Linked DNA regions of Gossypium arboreum: region 1 is linked to region 2. A link is a contact called in public Hi-C data. All regions are on one chromosome and are shown on one strand. The core of a region is the stretch at or near the end of the contact, and the rest is flanking DNA. Distances in the headings are between cores, read along the strand shown. Region 1 holds the start of LOC108464290 (MLO-like protein 1). Region 2 holds the start of LOC108461277 (50S ribosomal protein L3, chloroplastic).

Evidence for each region. Hi-C and Micro-C count contacts between places; a contact is called where the count stands out from the background.
Region 1: a Hi-C map of leaf shows a contact between it and region 2, with 2.3 times the contacts expected there. The contact joins the promoter of LOC108464290 here to the promoter of LOC108461277 in region 2. A contact is called at or near these places in 2 of 5 Hi-C or Micro-C datasets (both in leaf).

The regions. Positions count from the first base shown.
Region 1 is chr13:118,133,608-118,137,225 of ASM2569848v2, forward strand. LOC108464290 (MLO-like protein 1) reads right to left here and starts at 1,421. Exons shown (of 15, transcript XM_053023923.1): 1 at 997-1,421; 2 at 692-738; 3 at 276-613. The coding sequence starts at 459.
Region 2 is chr13:117,972,988-117,976,778 of ASM2569848v2, forward strand. It overlaps LOC108461277 (50S ribosomal protein L3, chloroplastic), which reads right to left and starts at 2,355. Exons shown (of 2, transcript XM_017761072.2): 1 at 1,680-2,355; 2 at 758-1,225. The coding sequence starts at 2,217. The coding sequence ends at 936.

The DNA.
Region 1 (3,618 bases), core at 171-2,670, 160 kb after region 2:
CGTAATATTTAACTGTTTTTTACTTGTTCAAAACATCATCTTTTTTCTGTCTTAATTCCTTCTCCAATGGAGAGATACAGAAAAGAGCTTCTCCTATAAACCAAAAATGCAATTTACCACTTTTAACTTTCCTCCTTTAGGAACACATAAAAGACAGAGAAAAGATTGTCTTTTATGAAAAAACAGACTTTTTTTTACAAGCCTTCCCTTTAACACTTCCAATCAAATTTAACATCAAAATATGAAAAATTAGAGAGAAAAGGGAGATGGGTTACCCTCTTTAACTTTCAAAAGAGCCTCAAAGAGTGGTTTCTGTTGTTTTCTCTTCAAAACATTCCCAACAACATGAAGCAAACGTTCCATAGCCAAAGAAATGGCAACAATCACAGTACAAATTGCTGCAACAATCCATGTTGGCGTATGCTCTAATGTTGCCCCTTCTTCCGCTCCACCACTCATTTCTCTCCAAAGTTTCTTCCTTTTTGCCTTTCTTCTCTTTTCTTCTCAAACTGTAACTGTTTTCGGTCTAGTTCTCGGTTCTTAGGGGAAAAAAAAAACCCAATGGCCAATTCCAATCTTCTTGACTTAAATTATCTGCAATATTTTTGGTCTTCTGCAAAGTGTTCGAACAAATGTCTCACTCAGCCCTTGAAACCATATATCTAGTTCATGTTCATAGTCTCGTGATTACCTTTAGCACAGCATAGTCTCATGATTACCTTTAGCACAGATGAATAGCTGAAAATCCCCCAAGTTAGATTCAACAAAAGAGAAACTAAAAGTTGCATATACATCATAATCAAAAGTATCAAAAGTTTAGAAAGTGTCCTATCATGGAGATCAGTTCAGATAGAGATGAACTAAAACAAGCACTGAAGAAAAACTCCATGATAGCCCACAGAAATAAATAAAAAAGAGATTTGGAAAAAGAAGTTAATGGAAACTAAAAAAGATGCAACAAAAAGAGCTGGAAATTACAAGACTGAAAGTACCAACCAAAAGGGGAAAAGGGGAGGGGAAAAGTTGAAAATTGAAGACCACTGAGACAGAGAATGTGAAGAGTGAAGAGTAGGGTTCTTCACCTGATGGAGACATGAACTTGACTTCCACTATATGCAAACAACAAGATGATGACGACGACGATGATATCCGTAGAGAAAAGAGCTCAGGCCACAAAAGTCACGATTAAAGAGTACGATTTTGTTCGAATGAGACACCATGAAAGCTCAAACAGACATACGGTCCTCAGTTACTGTGCAAAAGATACCCAAAAGTCCAGTTCTTTATAATAATAGACCTTGTAATACACCTGTGCAAGTCGCCCAGCCCGGTAAATCCGTTCCGACTAGAGTCGGGTAGTTCGCTCGGCTCGGTAAGTTTATTCAATTTCAATCGAGTTTGGATAATAATTTTTTTATTTCGATTTATCAAATTCAACCTGAATTTAATTTTAATGATAAAAATATTTTTAAATTTAAATTTAATTATAAGATATATAAATAATTTTAATATTATATTATATTTTAAATAGTAAAATGAATTTTATGTGATCAGTCCGAAAACAGATTTGAATTTAAAAAAAAAAATTGGACCTCGACCTGAATAGACCAGCGCATGAATTATACATAAGTTACTTTTAAAATATTTTAGTTTTTATTCATTAAGTGACTATAAATTAGTTTTAATATAAATTTTATGCTTTGGCAAATAATGGTATTTCTAAAAGATGGGATAATGTTATAGGCAAAAATCAGAAATATAAATATTTATTTTAGTAGGTAATTGGATAAATTTTGAAAATGAATATGTTATAGAACATTATTATATAAATTATTAAAACACATGTTATTCTTATTTAATTTTATGTTTTTAATTCTTTTTATTAATTGAGCTAATCTCACTTAATGCATAAGTAATGATATCAAACTTAGTAATTTTATAAATAGTATAAATCTATATAGAAACACTGATCATGTTTAGATTTTTCTAGAGAAATAATATTTTTTAATTTCACATGTATAATTAATTTTGTTAGTAAATTATTTTTATATTAGGTAAATTATATTTTAGTCATTCAATTATGGCAAGGGTTTTTAGTTATTTAATTATTTGATCTTTTTTATTTTTGGTCACCAACTATTAAATGACTAATGGAAAGATGAGGTCGCGGTTTTAAAATTAACATAATAGTAATTTTAATCCTCAATATTTATGCATTATATCAATTTAGTCTTAATTCTAAAAAATTTAACGTCAACATTTACATATTGTGTAATATAATCTTCTTTTCAATTTTGTTATTCTTTTGTAACTCTTTCAACTAAAAGTTAAAAGCACAAATTTATAAACTAAATTTGATTGAAAATATACAAAAATAGAAACTCTCAAAATTCAAGATAATAATTTTATCTTTTTTATTTTTTTAAAATTAACCCTCAATGTCATAAATAAAAGTAAAACTACAAAAAATATTAAATTACACAATGTGTAAATTTTGAAAGTTTTTTAATCAAAACTAAATTCACATAATGTATAAAAATTAAAAGTTAAAGCTGCTCTTATACCAATTTTAGAAACTATTAGGTTATCTTTCTATTAGTAATTTAACGGCTAATAACTAAAAAAAGAATTCTAAAATAAGAAAAAGATCAAACAGTTGAATGATTATTTTGTAAATTTTCATAAATAAATACCAAAAAGAAATTTACAAATACCAATATAATTTACACTTTTATATATTGAGATATAATCAAAATTTTGAGAGTGATTTTAAATTTATTTATAAGATCAAAAATATATATTATCATTTTAGACACAGATTCAATTATTATAAATGAAAATAAATATTCAAACTAGCGTGCTATGCATGTGCATGAATTTATTATAGGGAATTATGAACTTAACTGGGGACGGAAAAGGAATAAAAAACGTGCAAAAATGGTGGGGTATTTCATACTTTTTTTTTTTCTAAATGAGGTATTTGTCTTTTTAATTTAATATTTTTGAGTTTTATTTTAAATTTTTGTTTTATTGAAAAGATAATCCCAAATTAACAACCTATGAATAGGACTTATGTGGCCGAATTTTTTAGTTTTATTGCAAAGATAACAAAGAAAATTTATATTATTTTATTATTTTTAGTACAATTGAGATTTAAATTTGAATTATTTTTAAAAGATAAATATTCAACCAATAGTAATATATCATTTTAATATGCTATAAATGTATGTAAAAGATTATGTATTCAACTAAATTAATAATTCATGTCATATAAATTTTAATAACTCCTTTATGTGCCATAGTTATTATAAAATAAAACTTCATATAATTTATCATAGGTTAAACTATACTCATAGTCACTTTTATTTATCTCAAATTATAGTTTAGTTATTTATATTTGAAATGTTACATTTTATCCACTTACGTTATCGTATTGTAATATTTTAATCACTTAGCCGTTAATTGTTATTAACAGTGTAATAGTAAGCTGACGTAGCACGTTAAATCATTATTTCAAATAAAAATTTTAGGTTAAATTATACAATTAGTCTGAAATTTTTTTCGTTTTGAGCAATTTAATTTTTTTATATTCTTTGAACTTTTTTTTTTTACATTCTC
Region 2 (3,791 bases), core at 1,105-3,604:
GCACCTTCTATACCTAACCTCGTTGGTTAATGATTAAAACTTTAAAGATAGATAAGAATTCATCAAAATATTGAACTCCAGTCTCTTCTTTACTAAGTTGATCATCAGATGAATAAATGCTTCAGCCATCCAGAGCATCAACTCCTCCATAAACCAAGGCCTCGGAAGTATAACAAGAAAAATATATTTTCTTCACCTAAAGTTTTATAGGGTGGAATATAGTTTGGTTATTTCATATCGGTTCATGGTTGCATTCCACAATGAAAATAAATGAAAGGAAACACCTTGTTAGCCCCAGTATTAAGTGTAAGAAATTTGGACTTGCAATGAGGGGTATGTGTATGTGTCCAACATGAATACTTTACAATTATCTTTGAAGGTTTTTTGAGAAATGTATCACAAAGGCACTTTTATTAAGAATCATATTACATTTTGCCTTCTTTACTAAAAAATAAGTAAATTAATACTAATACATTAGATCAAAGAACAAACTAATCCTAGTTAAAAATTTTATTCATTTTTTGGTGTTAAAAATCAATTTACTTTTTAATCTAACCTATAAAAATTAATTTACTATTTTTTAGTAGAATGAACGAAATACAATCCGACTCCTAATACAAGGTCCACGGTATTTTACTTTTTTTTTTTCATATACTTGAAAAATAATTTTCTTTACATATCTAAATATGTATTGGGAAAAAAATGCCGAATGAAAAGGATATGTATTCTGCAATCTAGCAGAGTTGCGCAGAGAATATTGACAAGTAGAATTGACTGATCAATTTAAGTAGTTCACAAATTGAGAGGCCATTTCCAAATTCAGGAATCAACTCAATAAAAGAAAAGGTAAATTTCGACTTAAACCACCAATGAATATATCAAAAGTTCCCACAACTGAAATACTAGCTAAAATGAAATGAGTCCAATACATGAAACTAGCTCTTTGGTATGTTCTTTCCAACAATCTTAGCCGGGGTTATACGTAGCAGATTTCCGGGCTTACCAGGGAGAGCACCTTTGATCATCACAACTCGAAGCTCATTGTCGATTTTCACAATCTTGAGCTTTCGGATCTTTCTTTTGCTTCCTCCCATCCTGCCAGGCATTTTCTTTCCCTTGTATACACGCCCAGGTGTTGTTCCAGCACCAATAGACCCCAATGCTCTATGACTCTTGGAACCATGGCTCATTTGACCTCTTTTAAAATTATGGCGCTTTATTCCACCTGTGCAAAAATTATGCCAAAGATTACATTCCACCAATTGGGGAATTTGAATTGCCAAAACAACAAGACCCACATTATGGCAAAGGAAGCTAAAACCTTTGAAGAAACCCTCGGCATTTCATATCAATATGCTAAAAACAATGTAATATGAGCCAAAGGATATACTTGGGTACTAACCAAAATATACAAGGAGAACACATATATGTATGGATGGATGTAACATCAATAAAAGAGAAAAAAAATCACCGATTTCTGAACTTTGCAATTTGACAAAATTGAAGCCTAACAACACCAGCATTGATGAAGCTATGATTCACACAATTAATTTCACTTCAAGCACAAGGATTTTAATTTGAAATATCAAACTTTTGTTCAGTCATCAACAACTCCACTAGAAACATAATATAAAACCATCATAACCTTCAAAATGCAATAAATAAATATAAAATCAAACCTTGAAATCCTTTCCCTATGGTAGTCCCAGAGACATCAACAAGATCACCTTCTTTAAAAATCTCTTCAACAGCCAATTTCTGACCAGTCTCAAACTCCCCCACACTTTGCAACCTAAATTCTTGCAAATGCCTCATGGGAATAACACCAGCTTTCCCCAAATGACCCAACTCAGGCTTTGTCAACTTCTTATCTCTAACTCTCCTATACCCAACTTGAACAGCATCATAGCCATCAGTAGCCGATGTCTTAACTTGGGTCACTATATTTCCTTCTCTAAAACCAACTACAGTCACTGGAACAACTGTGCCATCAGTTTCAAAGAAACTCATCATTCCAAGCTTTGTGCCCATTACTCCAATGCCTGCTTCCATGCTCATTGAGACTATATGCGAAAAAGGCCTCTTCTCGGTAGTTTTGAAGGCAAAAGAAAACTGGGTTTTTGTGGGTTTTGAGAGAAAAGAAGATTTGAAGGAGAAAGGAGGAGACTTTTGGCAGCAATAGCCTAAAGAATGGAGAGATAAGGTAGCAATTGGCATAGTTTTTCTGGGTTTGATTCAGAATAAAGATTAGGAAGATGAAATTTTGAGCCAAAACAGAACACAGAAAAAGTTTGAAGCTTTTATCTTTAGAGCCCTTACTCTCTTTCTTATCTAGTTGCTGAAGAGACGTGGGAAGCAATCTCCTGCTGTTGGATGCATAGAATAGTTTATTGGACCAATGGAATTTGAAAATGGGTAAACTACCTAATTCCTCACCCAATTTTTGGGCTTTTATTTTGGTCACTTAAAAAGAAATTCTTACAATTTTATCACTCAATTTTTAGGGCATTTTTGTTTTAGTCACCCAAGCATCAAATCTCTAACAGCCACATTTACACTTTCATTTTGATGATACAAAAAATATATTTTTTATTAAGTACTGATCAGATATAGAGCATTAAAATTAATGTCAAAAAGGGTAGAAACTAAAATAATATATTACAAAATGTAAATTGTAATTGTTTACCCTTTATCAAATATTTTAATTTTTTTCATATTAAGTTTTAAATTTCAAAACATCAAAATCAATTAAATAAATTGTTAAAAAGTTATTTATTAATAGTGCCGATGATTTATTACTATAATATTAAAATTTATTCATTAATACTAAGCTAAAAGCAAAGAAAGATCCTTTCAATTAATTAATTAATCAATTAATTTTATCTTCCATGCCAAACAAAATCCACAAGTTTTTCATCACTTATTTACTCAAATAAAAACAAACAATTAATCCAAAAAACAAAGATTCAAGATTATCTAATCAAAAGAAATTTAAGGTTCAAAATAAATTATTAAATATAGGTTATTTGAGTTGATTTTATTAAAGATAATCTAAAAACATAAAATAAAATTTTAGATTTTAAAAAATATTAAATTAAATAATTTTACTAATTTCAATATAGTAACCAATTGGAAAATGTTAATGGTGATGTTTGCGATATAATGATCAAAGACGAAAAACATTGTTGATACAATTTGAAATTTTAAAAACTTAATTCTTTCTCGCCAACAACATAATTAATTTTTTCACCAAAGTTGAATGACTTGTAGCCTCAAAAGAAACAACAATTCCTATTTTTTTTTTAATGAAACAAGTTAAGATATTAAACATTAAATTTAGGTCTATGGCTGCATAACATTTTATATGCTACTTTTCAATAATTTTTATAATTTTTTTAATAATTTCACATCAATAATAAAATGTTAAAGGCTAGTTTGTTCTAAATAAAAGAGTGGGACCAAATTGAATAAAAGTGTAAAAATCGATGGCTAAATTTATTAAATTTTTGCTCTCTCATCTAACTTGCAGGGACTAGTTTACCTACAATGATATTTTTTAAAGACTTTACCACTGGAAGACTACATTGAGTTATGCCGCCCATTAATTAATATCTTTTGTAACTTACAAGTGTTGGGTATAATAGTATGCTACATTGCATTCTTAAAGGAAGACACTAGTTTGAATTTTGGAGAAGATATTGTTGAAAAGGACAACCACGAATCTTAAACATAAACCATAAAACAAATATGAAAAATTTCAAAAATAACAGAACAATGTGATGGTCTTGTGT